2 separate regions of the Sus scrofa genome follow, and region 2 is linked to region 1. A link is a contact called in public HiChIP or PLAC-seq data. All regions are on one chromosome and are shown on one strand. Each heading gives the region's core, a stretch centred on a gene start, on an enhancer-like site or on the middle of the called end of the contact. The rest is flanking DNA. Distances are from core to core; before and after follow the strand shown. Region 1 overlaps SLX4IP (protein SLX4IP). Region 2 overlaps LOC110257380 (a long non-coding RNA gene).

Evidence for each region. HiChIP or PLAC-seq counts read pairs in DNA pulled down with a chosen protein or histone mark.
Region 2: a contact with region 1 is called in an H3K27ac HiChIP or PLAC-seq map of alveolar macrophages. The contact joins two enhancer-like sites. A contact is called at or near these places in 11 of 47 Hi-C or Micro-C datasets (alveolar macrophages, embryonic fibroblasts, fetal heart ventricle and 7 more) and 2 of 2 datasets of contacts at active chromatin or transcription factors (alveolar macrophages and skeletal muscle).

The regions. Positions count from the first base shown.
Region 1 is chr17:19,403,228-19,406,805 of Sscrofa11.1, forward strand. The region is part of intron 2 of SLX4IP (protein SLX4IP); the gene reads left to right. Among named protein-coding and RNA genes, the nearest start is that of SLX4IP, 41 kb to the left of the region's middle. Within about 2 kb of position 1,709, at least 24 of the 83 cell types and tissues checked have an H3K27ac peak or open chromatin away from gene starts, as enhancers often do. A contact at or near this core is called in alveolar macrophages, embryonic fibroblasts and retroperitoneal adipose tissue, where this site is marked.
Region 2 is chr17:20,492,426-20,496,003 of Sscrofa11.1, forward strand. The region is part of intron 1 of LOC110257380 (a long non-coding RNA gene); the gene reads right to left. Among named protein-coding and RNA genes, the nearest start is that of TRNAC-ACA, 330 kb to the left of the region's middle. Within about 2 kb of position 1,891, at least 8 of the 83 cell types and tissues checked have an H3K27ac peak or open chromatin away from gene starts, as enhancers often do. A contact at or near this core is called in alveolar macrophages, embryonic fibroblasts and retroperitoneal adipose tissue, where this site is marked.

The DNA of each region.
Region 1 (3,578 bases), core at 459-2,958:
CTCTGTGGATGACCTTTATGGCTTTCTTGTCCTGGCATTCCAGTGTGTCTATACAAGTGCCAGGATGATGCTTTTCTTAACATCATTTTCTTTTTGCTTTCTTTTGTCTTTTTAGGGCTGCACTCGAGGCATATGGGGGTTCCCAGGCTAGGGGTCACATTGGAGTTTCAGCTGCCAGCCTTCGTCACAGCCACAGCAACAGCAACATGGAATCTGAGCCACATCTTTGACCTACACCATAGCTCACGGCAGCGCCGGATCCTTCACCCACAGAGCGAGGCCAGGGATCAAACCTGCATCTTCATAGATACTAGTCAGATTGGTTTCTGCTGAACCACGACAGGAACTCCTTAACATCATTTTGATCATGTCACTTCCTTCTTATCTGATCAGAATTTTTGTTTCTTCAGATCTACTCTAAACTCTCCAGCCAAATTTAAGGCACCCCGAAAACTGTTCTCCACATCCCCTTTAAGTGTGACCCATGTTTTCATCTTGAAACTTAGGACCCTGGCCCACCTACTGCTATGAAACTGATGCATTTGCTTTTCCCACAGTGAGATGGCCTGGGGTCTTTCTCTCTTCCTATTTGTTCTCTCTCACCTTTTCTTCCCTTCAGCTTTCCCCAGGCTTGACCAAAGGTCACTTTTCTTTTCACACAGAAGCTAAACTTTTCCTGCATTGCTGACCCTCTCATTGTTCCTTTGACTGCGATATGCAGCTTCTGTTGCCATGTATTATGTGTATTCTCCATTGTTCATGTCTATAGCCATCCATGCTTTTATACCATCACTCTTCCCAGTCACATTTCCAAGAAGCAGGACCTGTGCTCTGCTTCTTTTGTATTTGCCTGGAGTAACCTGGAGCATCTCCAAGGCACCTAGGATCCTTCACTTGCCCTATTACAAAGATGAGAGGTTTCTTTCCTCGTGGCTCGTGGGCAGCAGGGAAATCATTCAAACTTAGAGTTATTTCTTACGGGCCTTTTTTCAGTCCCAGAAAGGGATATTGTAATCTTCAACTTGTGGTATGTTTCTTAAAAACGTTTGATCTCAACTTGTTGCCCCTGTTAGGAGATCACAGGGGAAAATATTTTAAGTAATTCTTTTGAAAATAGCCTTTTCAATAGCCAAAATGGCAATGTATAGACTTTGCTTCTATATGGCCTTCAGGAAAGTAAATTATTTTGGTATAATGATGATATAATTCTTTGGACATCATTATATCTTTTTTTTTTTTTTTTTGTCTTTTTAGGGCCACACCCAAGGTGTATGGAAGTTCCCAGGCTAGGGGTCCACCTGAAGCTGCAGCCACCAGTGTACACCACAGCCACAGCAATACCAGATCTGAGCCTCATCTGCGATCTCCACCACAGCTCATGGCGATGTGGGACCCTTAACCCACTGAGTGAGGCCAGGAATCAAACCCTCATTCTCATGGATACTAGTGGGGTTCATTACCACTGAGCCGCAACAGTAACTCCTGCTATATCTTATTTTAATTAGTGTCAGACCATGAGACTTTAATTTTTTTTCAACATCCATACAAAGCATATATGTATGTTATTAACTTATGCTAGCGTAAAAATAATTCTGAGTTGGAAAGTAGATTCAGGATCTCTGGGACACAAGAACTCACTAAGTTCCCTGGATTCTTGGTGAGGGCTGTAGAGGGCATCCTTGTTCTGCGTTTTGTAAAGTAACTGGGCAGACATCATGATCCAAGAAGTGCAGCAGCTAAGGTCTTCTAAAATCGCTGGCTCCTTCCTGAGTTAGCGTGACATCCTGCATGCCCGCGTTTGTTTGCCCCGCCTTTGTTTGCCTGGGAGTAGATGGCCTCACACTTCGCCTGTTAGGCCTGTGGATGTTTTTCATCTCTTCTCACAGTTCTCCTCACCAAGAAACACCACAGCAGTAGAAAACAGAACCACCCAGACAATCCACAGTGGCCTTGGAGAAAGCGTTCGGTGACACAAGACTGCCTTTGGTGTGCTCTTTCCCCCACCCCCCCGCCCCCGCCCCCGCCAACAACATGCATCCCTGAGGCAGCAGTGAGGGCTGAGAGGGAGGATCCCTGTGGCCCTTGGAAGGCTTTGGGACCCCAGCTCAGCCCTGGTCTTGGCAGTAAAGACTGGAGGATTTCCAGTGGGGCAGAGTCCTTGAAGTCACTGTGTCATTCCGTTTAACTGCTCTTCCTGCTCGCCTTTTCTTGTTGTTAATGTTGCTGTGAGTTTTGGGGATGCAGGACAGAGGAAGTGGGAGATGGGGTGGGACTGACAGAGTGTCCTTGTGTCTCAGAACTCTGGAGTGGGGGGCATGGAAATGACATTTCCCGGAAGAGTCATTGCATATGTACAACCATCCAGCCGTTAGTGACATGATGTAAAGATGCACAGTGTGCACTTAGTCTTATCCTTTTCCATGCTTCTCTGAGAAGAGCCTCTTGGAGTACCCGTGATTACGTAATATAGGAAACCAGGCCATTGCACGTGTCACTTTGTGTCACATGTGAGTAGCATGTGACAATATCATTCTGATTTTAGGACCATTACAGACATCAAGTAATGAATAAGACTTTTTTTTGCAGGGGGGTTTTTTGGCTGCACCCCCAGCATATGGAAATTCCCAGGCCAGGGATTGAATCCGAGCTGCCTCTGCAGCCTATGCCACAGCTGCGACTATGCTGAATCCTTAACCCACTGTTCGACAGTGGGAACTCCACAAATGAGTTTTTTAGTGACCCTGCCCAGCAGTTTTGTTATCAAGGTAATGCTGGCTTTGTAGGAGTTTGGAAGTGTTCCCTCTATATTTTGCAAGGGTGATCTGAGGTGAGAAAGAATGTCATGCTGTTTGTTTCACAGAGACGTAGTGTCATATTGATGCTGGCAAGGCGTGTGACAGGTCTAGTGCCCCAGTTCTCATGACCTGAAAAAATTCACCATATATTCTGGATCATACTGAGATCATCATGTCTCATCCTAAGTTTCTGTGGTTCTGTATGTTCTATTCCTGTTACTCTAGGTTCTTTCATCATAGATCCTCAGGTTTTTGAGGAAAGGGTTCTAGAAGGTCAAATGAGCATCAGGCTTTTAATAAAGCTTCCTGCTTTCCCATTGTGGCTTCACCTGTGACTGGGCTTCACTTGTGCTTGTGTTACCTTCCTGAGCGCCCATTTCTTCAACTGTGGGATAGTGCTGTTATTCCCCTGTTTGAGGGAGTTTCTTGTGGGTATCGGAGTAATAATAAAAGACAGTGCTGTCAGAGTGTTTGGGAAAAGAACACTTTATGCATGTCATGGGCCCTCGGTAATTATTTCACAGTGACATTCTGTATAGTATTAGAGGGACTTGACCTGGGTGTCTTATTTGTTCTTAGTCTCGTAATTCTTTGGAGTGAAGACTAGTCTAATTCTTTTCACATGTCAGTTAGTAAATCTTCATTTATCCCTGACAGTCAAGACCCTGGGGTGGGCCCCAGAGACACAGACAAGGGTGATAATTGCCTGTCCCTATCCTTGGAGCTTTGTCATGAGAAATTAATGCGTCAGGATTTAAGCAGCAGGCGTTCCCATTGTGGCTG
Region 2 (3,578 bases), core at 641-3,140, 1.1 Mb after region 1:
GGTCCAGACCTCCCCACCTCCTCTTTATCAATTCACTTTTTAAAGTAATATCTTCCCTACGGACTCTTTTGCCTTTAACAATAGGATTGTTTTCATGTTATTATCAGTCATTTTGACTTATCTGCAGCATTCAAAACACTCTTATTTCAGCAGCAGCGACTCTGATCTCTTAGTTGTTTGATAAAAGTGAAATAAATTATTCAGACAACACAGTGTTTAGTGAAGAGGAAAATCCCTTCCAGGGGATTTAGTCAACTTCCACAAGAAGCTTCATGGAAGAAGAATTGGAGTTTGTCCCTGATGCTGCACAAGGATGTTTAAAGGGAGAGGTGACTTTCACACTCTTTGCTTCATGGTGCACTTTCACCAAAGAGCCGCAGCACTTCCACAGAGGTTTAGGAAACTACCAGAGCAGGTGTTCACCGCCCCTTTAGGTTTTCGGACACTCATTCATTCGTTCATTAATGCCCTCATGGGTGCATTCCATTAAAAGCTGGGGAGAAAGGATTTTCTACTCGAGAGATTCCAACTCTTTGATGCGACCTTTGCATTTTTTATTATATTGCATGAGAGGGGTTTAGATAAATCAGATTTTTTTTTTTTTTGTCTTTTTAGGGCTGCACCACAGCATATGGAAGTTCCTAGGCTATGGGTGGAATCTGAGCTGTAGCTGCCAGTCTATGCCATAGACACAGCAGATCCTTAAACCACTGAGGCCAGGGATCGAACCCGAGTCCTCATGGATACTAGTTGGGTTTGTTACCACTGTACCACTATGAGAACTCCTTTTTCTTTCTTTCTTTCTTTCTTTTTTTTTTATAACTGATGCAGTTCTTGGCTGATCGTGGACTTGGGCTGTAAGGACTGGTCATCACAAAGTTTGAGATTTTGCCCTAGGTCACATTTCCTATTTTGTAACTTCCTTCCAATTAAAAAAATGAGCAAAGGACCTGAATAGACATTTTTCTAAAGGAGACATACAAATAGCCAAAGGTCGATGAAAAGGTGTTCAAAATCATTAATAATCAGGGAAATGCAAACCAAAACCACAAAGAGCTAACACAACTGTTGGTACAGCTGTTATCAAAACAAAAGACAACAGGTGTTGGCAGGGACGTGGCGAACAGGGAACCCTTGTGGCACTGTTGGAAGGAGTGTAAATTGGCACAGCCACCATACAAAACAGTATGGAGGGTCCTCAAATTAAAAATAGAGTACTGGCCATTAATGGCTCACAGTTGTCCTTTCTTCCCCAGCAGCAGCCACAGACTGACTGGCAAGGAGGTACAAAGTACAAGCCCTTGTGCTTCAGGTGGGAGCATCTGGGCCAAGGCTTCCTCTGGGAACAGCTGAAGGTAGGCTCTGGCTATGACCACATTCTGCTCAGTTCCCTCCCTGCCCCCTCTACTGCCCTCTGCCTCTCCTGACAGCACTGCCCCAAGAATCATACATACATAGCCTTTCAAAGTGGGGACATAAAATCCGAGTTGAATACCTACATACTCTATCACACTAGCCATGTATCTGCAAGGATTAATCCTTAAGAATGTGAGAAATCCCCTTCCTGGAGCATTAGTCATCACCCTCAGAACGACTTAGCACAGTCATTATAAATCTGATAAGTGCAAGCTAAACTGCGGATACATTTTTGAAAAGTTCATACTTGAGTGAGAGTAAGTCACACATATGTCAATGCATTTTTACACAAACATCCCTATCTAATTAGTTTTGTTTTTAGAAGTTCAGATTGTCCCTCCACATTCCCCTCCCATCTCCAGCCAGAAGAAAGGTCATGATCCATGCACACATTTTCTAGGACACTTAAGCTGACTGTTATACCTCCAGAGGAGTTTGGTAGTTCTGGAGAAATCTAAGAGCTTACGTCACTGCAGGAAGCTGAGGAAGGAAATGGCACAATTCAAGACCTTCCAGTCGCCCCCAGTCACTAAAGCACGGAGTTCATTTGGGGAAATGATGAGAGAGATTAGGTTACGAAATGAAGGCAGGGTCCAGATTACGACAGGCCTTGAATCATATAAAAATAGTTGGGCCTTTATTTTTTTTTTTAAAAGGACAATGGGTTTACTGGTTTTGTGGGGCTGCTTTACAAATTACCAAAAACTGTGTGCCTTAAGATGATAATTTATTATCTTATCCCATGTTCTGGTAGCTATTAGTAAACCTTGGCCATGGTCCCATCTCTTTCTGCTCTGTCTTCATATCATCCTCCTTTATTAGTCTCTCTCTCTCTAATAATACATGTGACAGCATCTGGGGTCCCCCTAAATAATCTGAAATATCCTCATGATCCTTAATTTAACTGTATCTGCAAGGATCCTTTTTTTCCCAAATAAGGTAATGTGCACAGGTTGTGGAGATGAGGATGTGGACATACCTGTGGGAGCCATTATCAGCCTTCTACAATGGCATGTGTGAACGCCTTTAAATCAGAGAACCAGCAAATTTGTTAGGGAAGATAAACTTAGAAATGTGCATTTAAAGGCATTATCCATATGGGTTAGATAGAGTTAATACTAGAGGTGGGAAACCTTACAGATGGCTTGGTCAATAGTACAGATGGTGGACTTCCTGTCATGGCTCAGGAGAAACGAATCTGACTAGAATCTATGAGGATACAGGTTCGTTCCCTGCCCTTACTCAGTGAGTTAAAGATCTGGCATTGCTGTGAGCTGTGGTGTAGGCTGCAGATGAGGCTCAGATCCTGTATTGTTATGGCTGTGGCTACAGCTCCAATTCGACTCCTAGCCTGGGAACCTCCATATGCCGCAGGTGAGGCCCCAAAAAGACCAAAAAAAAAAAAAAAGTAGTTCAGATAGTCAATGGTGAGGAATTGTATAAAGGTATTGGTGGTGGGAAGGAGATAACTGACAGAATTTAAGGACAGGTTAGATGTATGGATGAGAGAGACCTAGGAGCTAGGAATGATTGTAAGAGGTCTGAGCTGGGCTACTACATGGCCGGTCTTCCTTTCATTGAAGTAGGTCATGGACTGTGGGTTTAGCTTTGGCAGAAGTGCCAGAGGAGGAAGACAGTGGAAGAGGTACGCATTTCAGGAAGGTTGTTGACAGATCTCTCCAGAAGATGGCTCTCATACCTTATTTCTTGCTTCCTATTTCCACCTTGGTTGGAAAAATAATTGCAAGTTTACAATGACCCAACACATGGAGCTCTTGTCATGGCTCAGCAAAAACAAATCTGACTAGTATCCATGAGGAAGATGCAGGTGCAACCCTGGCCTCGCTCAGTGGGCTAAGGATCCGGCATTGCCATGAGCTGTGTGGTGTAGGTGGCAGACATTGCTCAGATCATGCATTGCTGCGGCTGTGCCGTAAGCCAGCCGCTATGGCTCCAATTTGACCCCTAGCTTGGGAACTTGCATATGCCTCAGGTACAGCCCTAAAAACATACACACACACACAAAAAAAACAATGACCCAACACATGGACACATGACTTACATGTCTCTCAACAGACTGATAACCCATGTTCTATAATGTAGAAATTATTTCCTGTTCTGCCTCCCTGGAGTATCAGGTTATTCCATGTGGATGCCAGAAT